2 separate regions of the Rattus norvegicus genome follow, and region 1 is linked to region 2. A link is a contact called in public Hi-C data. All regions are on one chromosome and are shown on one strand. The core of a region is the stretch at or near the end of the contact, and the rest is flanking DNA. Distances in the headings are between cores, read along the strand shown. Region 1 has its middle 11 kb from the start of Cyth4. Region 2 holds the start of C1qtnf6 (C1q and TNF related 6).

Evidence for each region. A called contact is a pair of places that touch in the nucleus more often than the background predicts.
Region 1: a contact with region 2 is called in a Hi-C map of kidney, with 3 times the contacts expected there. The contact joins the enhancer-like site here to the promoter of C1qtnf6 in region 2. A contact is called at or near these places in 3 of 12 Hi-C or Micro-C datasets (Schwann cells, hepatocytes and kidney).

Annotation. Positions count from the first base shown.
Region 1 is chr7:112,019,043-112,024,715 of GRCr8, forward strand. No RefSeq gene overlaps it. Among named protein-coding and RNA genes, the nearest start is that of Cyth4, 11 kb to the right of the region's middle. Within about 2 kb of position 3,764, at least 10 of the 93 cell types and tissues checked have an H3K27ac peak or open chromatin away from gene starts, as enhancers often do. A contact at or near this core is called in kidney, where this site is marked.
Region 2 is chr7:111,963,511-111,969,308 of GRCr8, forward strand. C1qtnf6 (C1q and TNF related 6) reads right to left here and starts at 1,354. Exons shown (of 3, transcript NM_001034932.1): 1 at 1,287-1,354. The coding sequence starts at 1,292. LOC120093686 (a long non-coding RNA gene) reads left to right here and starts at 1,439. Exons shown (of 3, transcript XR_005487247.2): 1 at 1,439-2,265; 2 at 3,192-3,340; 3 at 3,827-4,833.

The DNA.
Region 1 (5,673 bases), core at 2,514-5,013, 58 kb after region 2:
CTAAAGAACATCACTGGAAAAGGGAGATGGAGGGAGCCAGCAAAGTGGAGATTCAGCTAGATGGAGGTCTCAGGGTATCTTCAAGGCCACTGAGGATGCAGTAGGGCTGGAATGAATTGCACCGGGTGCGTGGTGCCGGGTGCCTGGTCCCAGAAACACACTCTTGATGCTACTTTGTATTTTTTTCAGACACAAAACGAAAAACCGCAGGATGTGAATTCCGCTCGCGCTCTCTGGTGGCCATATGAGGAATAGGCCAGAGTGGGTGGGGCAGAAGTCAAGAGAAATACCCAGCGGGCTTACAGGGCCACGAGGGTGGGTAGGGATGAGCTGCGACCAAGGAGAAGATGTGGAGGACAGGTGATGCAGACAGACTGCAAACATGTGATATACAGTCTTCTGAACTTGATAATAGAATTTCCTATCCCGTGTCCAAAAGGCTAGGCTGACTAGTGAGATGACACTTGCTGCCACCAAACCTGACTACCTGAGTTTTATGCCCAGGACCCACAAAATAGAAGGAAGGAGCTGACCCATGTATACATGTGTCCACACACAAACACAATAAGTAAATAAAAATTTAAAGTATAATAGACACACACACACACACACACACACACACACACACACACACACACATACACCAGGCTCATTCCTAGCAATGTATCAGGCACAGACCTGGTGTTACTCAACTATATGGGAAGGTAGCCAGAGGAGATATTTGGGCCCCAGAATAGGACTTCTATCCTGGGTATTTCAGCTGTCAAATAAATCTGACCAAGGAGAGGAGTCCAAACCAGAGATGCTGTGTGGACCCGCCCCGTGCCATTCTCTAGGAGATAAACGTGAGTGCCTGAACCCATGCCCTGAGCCCTTAGTGTGGTGGCATTTGCAGGCAGGTCCTCAGGATGTGGCTAGGTCTCAGGGGGCCATGTCCTCTCTTTATGGTTCAGTCCCCTCCACCACACGGGAGATTCTGTTGTTTATAAGTCACTCGGTCTGTGACATGTCATCCCAGTGACCAAAGACAGAGGACCGACTGGCTCTCTGGCAGACTGGCTGATGGGTTGAGTGAGAGAGTGAGCGATATGTACTAGTATAGTAGGTGGGGGTTGACTAAAACATGCGCACACTCAGTTACAGTAAGGCATGCTCGACAAACAAGGATAGTATAGGCTTAGCCGGCCTGTTGGGGTATTTTGAGCTATGTACACACAGACATGGTAATCTCCAACGAGTGGATGTGTCCGTTGTCCGCATGGCATTTTGTTTGTGAGTTGGGGGTGGGAATGTTACAGCTCTATCCTCGGCAACTTTCAGATACACAACGGATGCGGTAGAACCTCCTCCCCTTCGCAGGCCTCACCTCGCTGTTCCTCGTTCCCAGCTTTGTAATGAATGGTGCTGTGCCACCCGCAGAGGGCCTGACTATGGATCTGCGACCAGCTGTCTTTGTGTCCTTAGTGAGCCTGCTGGATCATACAGTTCCATTTTTAAGTTTTGAGGAAGCCCCGGGCTGTTTTCCACGATGGCTGCTCATTTGCATTCCTGCCAGCACTTCAGGGCAACCTCCCTCATCCTCCACCACAGATCTGCACACATGCTGCGTGCTCCCTGGCTGAGGGCTGCCCTTCAGAGAGGAAAGAAAGCAAGTCTCCTTGCAGCTTTCATTTAGATTTCCCCGAGGACTTATAAAGATGAGCTTTGTGTCCACGTGTCTGGGCCCATTCTTGGCCTGTGTGTCTGCTTGAGTCTTTGCCTGCTGTAAGATCAGATTGTTTGTCCTGCTATTGAGCTGGGTTTGCTCTTTATATATTCTGGATAGCAGCCATCTGACAGTATGTGCCTTGTAAATTTTGTTCACGGGTCTCCACTCAGGTGATTTCTGGCTTTGCTGTAGGGACACCTCCCTCTTTGATGCATCCGATATTTCTTTTCTGCCATTGTTTTATGTCTTTTCAGAACCACCTTTTAAAAAAAGTCACTGTACAAGACAGTGCAAAGAAACTCTCCTCTTCTCTACTCAAACATCTACACTTCCTGCCTCCACACTCATGTCTTTAATCCATTTGAGTCCATGGTGAAATGTGGTGTGAGAGATGAGTTCATTTCTACTCTTTATTTTATGTGCATTGGTGTTTTGACTGTGCGTGCATGCGTGTGTGTGTGTGTGTGTGTGTGTGTGTGTGTGTGTGTGTGTGTGCGCTGCACAACCTATCCAGAGCCATAGCTGCAAGGGATCCAGGACACAGCGTTGAGACTGCCTATTAAGGCCTTGGCCTCACAACCCAGGGTGGCCTTCATTAAACTGTGGCCTACAACTAGTCACGGTGCTCTCCCCCAGCACTCCCTGTCTGTGTAACTCAGGGAGAATCACAGAACCTCTCTCAGACCCAGCCTCGCTCACAGACCGGTAGGGGTTTCTGGGAAATGATTCTGAGACAAAGGTGTAAAAGTCTACACCTGTCCAAGGATCTGGCCTGAGAGATTTCCTGACAAAGCCAGTCCTTCCTTGTCTGCCAGTCATGGAAAACAAGGGGCCTGGCCTCTCAGTCCCCTTCCCTTTTGAGACTTGTTCCTCACACACACACTCCAGCCTCCCATGCCACCACACACACCACAGCACATACTGACCCACACACTGAGCTCATGGCTTCTCCACAGAGCTAGCACAGGTCATTCCTACCCTCTCTCTTCTCTCCCAAGGAGGCCCTTAGACCCCCTCCAGCCTACAGCCCCTTCCTAGGTCCTCCCTAGGAGAAGTACCACTGTCATCCCCTGGTTCTGTCCCATGCAATAGTGGACTGCTGCACCCAGTGGACCGAAGACTGTCTGCGCCCAGGGTGGGGTGGCCACTGCACCCAGGCAGGTGGGGGACACCGTCTACCATGTGACTCAGATCACTAGTTGCCTGCTGAGCCTGGGCACCAGGCTTTGTTCTGGGGGGAGAGAGAGAGAGAGAGAGAGAGAGAGAGAGAGAGAGAGAGAGAAGAACACACACTGATGGTTGTCAGTTGTGTCCAGGAATACAGGGTCATTGCACAAGTGGCACGTACTCTGAGGGGACACGTCCTCACAGGTGAAGTAAGGGACAGTTTGAGCTCACCAGAGGACAAGCCTAGAACTACCGTGGCCTATGAAAAGATGGATGGAAAATGATGGAGAACTGTAAGGGGGGAATAACCAGAGGGGAGGGAGGGAGGGATGAGAGATGGGGGAGGAGGGAAGATGATGGGGAGGGGGGAAAATGATGGAGAGGAGAAGAATGGAGGGAGAGAGGAAGAGAGGGGAGATAGGGTGAGCAGAGAGCATACTTGAGGACCATTCCAGGACTTCCTGTGAGATCTTTGCGTGCAGGGTGACCCCAAGGGGAAGCTAAAACTTGTAGACAGTGATAGTGCCCACACCATCCCATTAACAATCAGAAGTAGTAAGAGGAAAATCAGAATGAAGAAAACTCTGAGTAGAGATAGGATCTGACCCAGAACACCAAAGACTTACATCATCCATGTCAATCAGACCCAACCTCCCAGCCCTGTAGATCCTGACCCCACACTGCCCTCTTCCCCAACACCCAGCACCCTTCACTCTGAGACCAGCAAGGGAGATTCGGGAAGGACGCATGGAGAAAGAAAGACAGAGGTGTAGCCCAGCCCTATGATCCCTTGGGAAGAAGCTTGCAGAGGTCAGCACAGCTCCAGGGTCCAGTATTTCTGAGTGTGATCCCCACTTCGGCCACATGAGGGCACCCACGAGCCAGTGTGCTCAGGATAGACCTGCTCAGCCTCGACTTCTTGGTAGCCCAGCTCAAAGCTGCCTACAGAGTGCCTGCAGCCGGCCTTGACTGGCTCTCTGCTCACTGCATTCCATGCACATTGTTCACAAGATCCCTCTGAACTCCCCATGTTTAAACTAGTCGCCTCTCCCTGTGCGGCCGGCCGCAGTGTTACTCTCATTTTTTACAGACAGGAAGCTGGTACTTGTCCTCTGATGGGGGTTGGGGGGGGGGGGTGAGCAAGAGAAGAGCTGGCTTTCCAGTCCCGAGTTCTGCAGTTTCCGTAGCACTCCACCCCCACCCCAAGACCACAGAGCACCCTAGGCTGCCTGGGAGATAAATGACTGATTATCTCCATATTACAACAGCGTCATTTTTTCCTTCTTTTTTTTCTTTTTGTTCTGTTTTGTTTGTTTTTGAGACGGGGTCTCATGTAGCCCAGGTTAGCCTTGGGGGTCACTATGCAGCCAAGAATGACCTCCAACACTAGACCTTCCTGCCTCCACTTCCCAAGTGCTGAGATTACAGGGCTCACCTCCACACCCAGGTCGGGAGTGCTGGGGATGGAGACCAGGGATTTGTACATCAAGATAATCGACCTTCCAACAGAGCCATCTCTGCAGCCTGCAGTCCCTCCTTTCTGTGCAGTAAAGCTTCACTATTAGGGCAGAGTGGAGGCCTGGCGTGCCTGACCCCAGTCCCTGGGCCTCATGCTCCTGTCTGGAGTCTTCGTCCCACATCTATGAGGACCACCATCTCCTGAGGGTCAGGTAAAGATGGCTGCTGGGATGGTTTGTCTATGCTCAGCCCAGGGAGTGGTACTATTAGAAGGTGTGGCCTCGTTGGAGTAGGTGTGGCCTTGTTGGAGTAGGTGTGGCCTCATTGGAGTAGGTGTGGCCCTGTGGGCATGGGCTTTAAGACTCTGATCCTAGCTGCCTAGAAATCAGTATTCTGCTAGCAGCCTTCAGATGAAGATGTAGAATTCTCAACTCCTCCTGCACCATGCTTGCCAGGGCACTGCCATGTTCCTGCCTTGATGATAATGGACTGAACCCCTGAACCTGTAAGCCAACCCCAATTAAGTATTGTCCTTATAAGAGTTGCCTTGGTCATGGTGTCTGTTCACAGCAGTAAAACAGTTTCCATCCACAGGTAGCTCACGAGCTCTCATCCTCCTTGATGTTGAGCAGATAAGATACCTCTCATCATGTCAGTGCCACGTCTGTGGTTAACTCTGCTAGCCTATGGCAGTGGTCCTCAACCTGTGGGTCATGGCCCCTTTGGGGTTGAAATAACCCTTCACAAGGTCACATATCAGATATTTACATTACGATTCATGACAGTAGCAAAATTACAGTGAAAGTGTAGCAATGAAATAATGCTATGGTTGGGGTCACCACCACATGAGGGACTGTATTATAAGGTGGTAGCGTTAGGAAGGCTGATAGCCACTGACCTAGGTGACATAGAAGAGCTACCTTAGCTGTGGTCCTCAGCATTCTAACAGGCTGGCAGGCAGAGACCAGTGGGAGGACGGACCACACTGAGCAAATGACCTCACAGTGGTACAGAGCCCAGGGCCACAGAGGAGGAAATGAAACTTGACTGGGGATGGCTGTGCTGGGCAGAGTCCTCACCTCAGCTTCCTCCTCTATAATGACAGAGGAGACACTCGGATGGCTGTCAGGCCTCCTCCTGTGGGGTGTGCTGGCTTTAGAGGACTACAACCCGCTGCCCTCACATCGCCTTAGTTATGTTCCTGCTGTTGCTGCTGCTGCTGCTGGTATAAAGTTTTATTATAAAATTCAAGGGTGCAGTCCACTGTGGCAGGGGAGAGATTGAAGTGACTTGAGCTCGGTGGATCTGGTCACACAGCTCACAAAGTCGAGACGTGGAGA
Region 2 (5,798 bases), core at 104-2,603:
CAGAGACCAACTCCATGCCTATTCTTAACTACAGGTCGCAGCAACACCCCCCACAGTGCACGCGCACACGCGCGCACACACAGACACGCACACACAGACACACACACAAACATACACACAAACATACACACACATATACACAGACACGCACACACAGACACACAGACACACACATATACACACGCACATTCACACACGCACACACACAGACACACACAGGCACACACACGCACACACACAGACACACAGACACAAACATACACACATACACACACGCACGCACACACACAAACATACACACATATACACACACATACACAGACACACACACTCACACACACACAGACACACACAGACACACACGCACGTTCACACATGCACACACACAGACACACACAGATACACACAGGCACACACACAAACATACACACATACACACACACAAACACACACACACACACACACACACACACATATATATATACACACACACACACTTTATTCTGGCCATATGCCCACCCTAGGGGGGGAATCCAAATAACTAACAAACGTGTGACCTAGTGGTCACGTGACCTAGAGATTGCAGCTTAGCCCCTCTTTCATTCACACAAGATGCCAACATGTCTGCCTTGCTAGGCAATACAGGCAACTTACACTCTGGGAAACTGCCTAGCTTGTCAAAGACTTCAAAGTGCCCATTCCCTCCTCTTCCTGTATAGGGCTTGAAAGGCAAAGAACTTCCGGAGAGTCGGTGTGGTTTGGAGACATTTTTGTTTCCTATTGGTCTGGTCCCTTGGGAGTCAGGAGTCAGATGCTCAGAGACACAGAGCTGCAGCTTGGGAGCAGGAAGCAGGAAGCAGGGCCCTCTCCATGGAAATAGTACTAATCGCAGATGGTATCCCTGATGGGGTTCTGGGAGGGGGGGCAGGCAGGACTAAGCATAGGGGATCACACCAACCATAGAGGGGTCTTTCTGTTTCCCACCACCTCACCTAAAAAGCCAGAGCATCTTGGCAGGTAGCTGGGGTACCATTGTTGTTATCCAGATGGGTGGGCCGGGCTTAGTGGCTTGGAGGTGTGGGGGGGGGGCGGAGGAAGTCCCTGCAGGGGCAGGTAAACACAAGAAGTGCAGGGTAGCAGAGAAGAGGAGATCTTCCAATGAGCTAGCTGGCTAGGCCAGAGGGAAAGAGCTATGTGCTTACCAGAAAGAGGGGAACAGAGGCATCTCAGACTATGACCCCCAGCTCCCATCCCAGACAGAAGAAGGGAGGCCACCAGCCACTCACCCTCATCCTGCAGCCTCAAGCTCAACTCACAGACCCCGAACGGCCTCTGGCTCCTTGGCCCATGTCTGTGATGATAACTTGTTGCAGGCCCAACCCCTAGGCCTACGACTGAGCTAGGAGGGCGGAGGGATGGAGGGAGGGAGGAGGGAGCATGCTGAGCTGGCTTCCCAGTCCCCTCCTCCTGCTCCCGCCGCTCCAGCCTGGGGATCTGCCTCGGAGATACTGGGAGACTCGGATCTTTAACACCTTGGGCATCTGTGGTCCAAGCCCAGCTACGGGAATCTGTTTGAGTCAAATGCCCCAAGAATTAGCCAGGATGAGTATCAAGAGCTGAGAAATACTTGGCCTGGAAATTGGAGGCGGCAGAGACGGGGCAGGGCTCTGCATTACTCTGGGAAAGGGAGGCAGAGCTAGGGACTCTGCAGCCTGGATCTAGTCTGAGCCCAAGAGTCATCTGCTAAGAGCTACAGAGACAGAGGGAGTGGCATGGGGGCACTGGCACACATCCTCCATAGGCTATCCTGGTCCTAACACCCAGCAACATAGCTAAGTATTGTCTCTCCTACCCAAGGTGGTCTAGGATTCTGCCCCTCGCACGCAAGTGCTGGACAAAGGATGGCTTATTCTATCTTCTGCACCTGGAATCCTGCCTTCATTGAATCAACCTTTGGTCTCCTAAAGCTATCTCCCTCACAGAAGTAACCCCCAAGAAGTTCATGGTGGGGCGGGGGCTGGGGCGAGGGGAGGCAGCCTGTGTGCCCTGGGTCTAGTGAGAACTCTGCCTCCGATTCCTCCCGGGCAGACTGGGGAACATTTAGCAAAGTCACTGCCTGGCTCCTGGCCCTGGTATCCTGGGGTCAGAAACCCTGTGCAGTTCATGTCAAATGTCCCTCACCCTTGTCGATCTGTTATTTCAGTTTTGCTGAACACCTCTTCCCTGAGCTAAGCTTCACCTCACTGGAGACCTTGGTCCTCAAAGGTATTTGGATTTATTCCCACCCCAACCCCGGCCTCTCTCCAGGCCACGGAGTATGAGCAAGTAAGAAGCTAGAGGGTCTTGGCCACAGTATTGCTCTCCAGCCCACTGCTAATGGGATAGATTTAGGTCTTGGACTTCCTGGCCCCACTAACAGTTAAAAAATAAAAAAAGTGGGGTTGGGGATTTAGCTCAGCGGTAGAGCACTTGCCTAGCAAGCGCACGGCCCTGGGTTCGGTCCCCAGCTCCGAAAAAAAAAAGAAAAATAAAAAAATAAAAAAGTACACCAGCCCTGATCCTTAGGGTCTTTGACAGGGCTGTCTCTGGGCTCAGGCATTCTGGGTATTTAGGCAGACAATCCAACAGCAATCTCAGGCCTGGAAGGGGCCTCAGAAATGACCTAATCCCATCCCTTAATTAGGGACATTGTGGCCCAGGGAGACCAAGCCTTTGGTACAAGGTCACATAAGTGAAATCCAAGTTGGAAGGACACCAGATTCTTCTAGTCTGGTGCTGCATCCCAAAAGGACATGGGTTCCTCAGGTCCAGTCAGGAATACTGGGGGGCCCAGAAGAAAGCAGATAGAGGGATGATAGCCCTATAGGGGCCACCGCAGGGGTCACCACCAGACTCACACAGGCATGGCTTTGTGTAGCCCGCCCTGAGTAGCATTCCTGGGGCACAGAGCCAGGACTAAAGGGAGGCTACCGTTTCAAGCTGCAGCCACCAGGGCAAAGGGCTGAATCAGCAGCCCCAAGGGTGGGGACGGCACCAGGCGGTCTCAAATCTCTGGTGTTAGAAAACTGGGAAAATGGGTGAAAGAAAAGATGGATGGATCAGGAAGAAGCAGGCGAAGGGCACAGTTGTGCAGAAGGCTGGCTGTGTGCCTTGCACTGGTACCCCACTACACTCCGTACCACCCTATACAGGGACAACCTGTTCATTTCACCTTAACAAACCGGGAGGCTCCCAGCCACTGACCTCAGGCATGAAGATGTTCCAGGCACATCAGGTAGATTTGAGACATGGAGTCCAGTCCTGGAGTAACAGATTACAGCTCTCTGTTCCATGATATTGGGTAAGTTTCCTTACTTCCCTGAGTCTTTGGGGTGCAGTGAGGGAGGGGGTTGAGACAAGGTTTCTCTGTGTAGTCCTGGCTATCTTGGAACTCACTTTTTAGACCAGGCTGGCCTCGAACTCACAGACATCTGCCCTCCTCTGCTTCCCCAGCACTGGGGTTTAAGGTGTGCACTGCCACTGCCTGACATTTCTTTGGGTCTTAATGACCCTGGGCCAGACAATTTTGAAGAGTCCAGGAATGTATTAATGTCTGGAAATAGCCAACCAAAGGGTACCTTGCTACTTTGGTTAAGCTCTGTATGCTGAGGTGTGCACCCACTTTTCTCCACACACCCACCAGTACCCTAAGGTCCATGACACCTTCTACACTCTTTCAAAGCCTCTGTCAGCAAACGTATACTGGAACATAATCGCCAGAACCAGGTCTAAGGCCAGACTCCCATGATGTGTTTGTTTCTCTTCTCACTCCCGCCCTTTCTCCCAGGAGTCAGGACAAGGACTTGCTGACGCCAGAAGTGAGCCGAGTATAAATCGTGAATGGTAATTCACAGTTGGAGTTCAAGGTCACCACCAAGTTAAGGTCTGCACAGACGGGTAGGAGGGCGCCATCTTCTGGAGGGAGCCAGCGCGAGGCCCTGCACCCAGTACCAGAACCCCGGCAGGCAGTCCAAGCCTGGCTGGGGAGCAGAGTTTATTCCTCCAAACCTCAGCACCCCCAGAAAGTGGGCAGAGATCCAGGGCCCACGCCGTGGAACCCTAGAAAGGAGTCGAGCATATCCAAACAGGGCCAGAGTCTAGTCCAGCCGAGTAAGGCCGAGTACAGCCGAACAGAGACTTTTTTTTCCGAGCCTAAACGAACAGAGTCGGGTCCAACCGGGTGGTTCCGATTATGGCCGAATCAAGCCGAATCTGAGCGAAGAGGAAGAGCTGGTGCTCTGAGGTCCAGCGGCGCCCCCTGGCGGACTTAGAAAGCACTGGGCTGACCTGAGTGGGAGTCATTGGATCACCTTGCAGTCCAATCAATGATAGTCCTACAAGATGGGGTTGTGAGGTGTACTTCAGGAATGAGGAAACTGAGGCTCCACCAGGGCCCGAGACTGGCTCACAGGCACTCTGAGCTAGGAAGTGAACCATCTGGGGTTCCCCTGATTGCGTGTGGCCAAGAACACCCGTGCCACTGCCCACATGTAAGTCAGGTCGTGTTTGTCCATTTATTACAGCCAGTGCCTACAGAGACCTCCCTGGTAGAGAGTGGACAGAGCTCAGACACAGATGGAGAAACCAAACAGGCTCTGGAGGTGTTGACCGAGGGCGGTGGGGCGGCAGTTCCCATGAGCAAATATTGACACATTTCCTGACCGTTAAAGCAGAAAGTCCGACTGAAAAAGGACGTTCTGTCCCTTCTCTGCAAAGCTTTGAAACCTCCTGCCCTGACCCCACGCCTCAGTCTCCTCACCTGAAACAAGATATTAATAAAGAATGTGGCTAGGATCCCAGGTCTCTGGGTCCCTATGGGGCACGAGTCATGGCTGGGCATTCCTTGGAACTAGTGAGAAAGAGAAGCGTCTGCACACAGGTGCAAACTCCAGATTCACCCTCACTCTACAGCACCCTGGAGTGCCTGTCCAGGGCTGCTCTGCTTGGGACACTGGGCCTCTAGGAAGCAACGGAAGCTGTGTATCTGACCATCTTGTCTGCTTTACACACTTCCAAGAGCATTGTGTGCCATCAAGGAGCTGGCACCGGTAGTCTCAGAGCACTCGACCTCCAGCATCACCCTATCCACCTAGCACTGGGGAAACTGAGGAAGGAGGATGGCCCTGAACCAGAGTTGGGAATGTTCTTGGTCTTCTCTCTGGTCCTGACATTGGGCAACACAGACATGACATGACATCACAGACCACCCAGGAGGTCTTGCACATCTGTCCTGTGGACACACTTCTGAAAATGCTTGTACAGTACCTGTACTTGGGCAGGAGGCACTGGCCCAAGATCTGCAAAAGTTAGCTCATCTAACAGCCTAAGCACTTCCTTGGCCCAAGGAGGAAGATGCTGAGGCAAGCAGAGGTTCATCTATGGGCTCAAAGTCAGGCAATTAGTAAACAGATGGGCTGGGACTACACCATAGGCAGTCTGAATCCATAGTGTGCACACACTAACACTCTGCTGTCCCTTCCCTGGCTCCTAGACAAGCCATCTGGCCTCTGGGCTCAGCCTTTGGCAGTTAACCACATGTTGCAGGTTGGTTGGACAGATCTTCTCAGGACCCGAGAATAACACCCCATGGCAAATGGGACCACCCCATGGCAAATGGGCAGTGGTCTTCACGAGAGTACAGCAGGAACTTCAGAAACAAAGATTACTGTGTTGCCAGGAGCAGTGGTTCAGGCCTGTAGTCCAGGCACTCGGGAGGCTAAGGTAGAAGAGTCTTGACGTCTGGGCCAGCCTGCTCTACT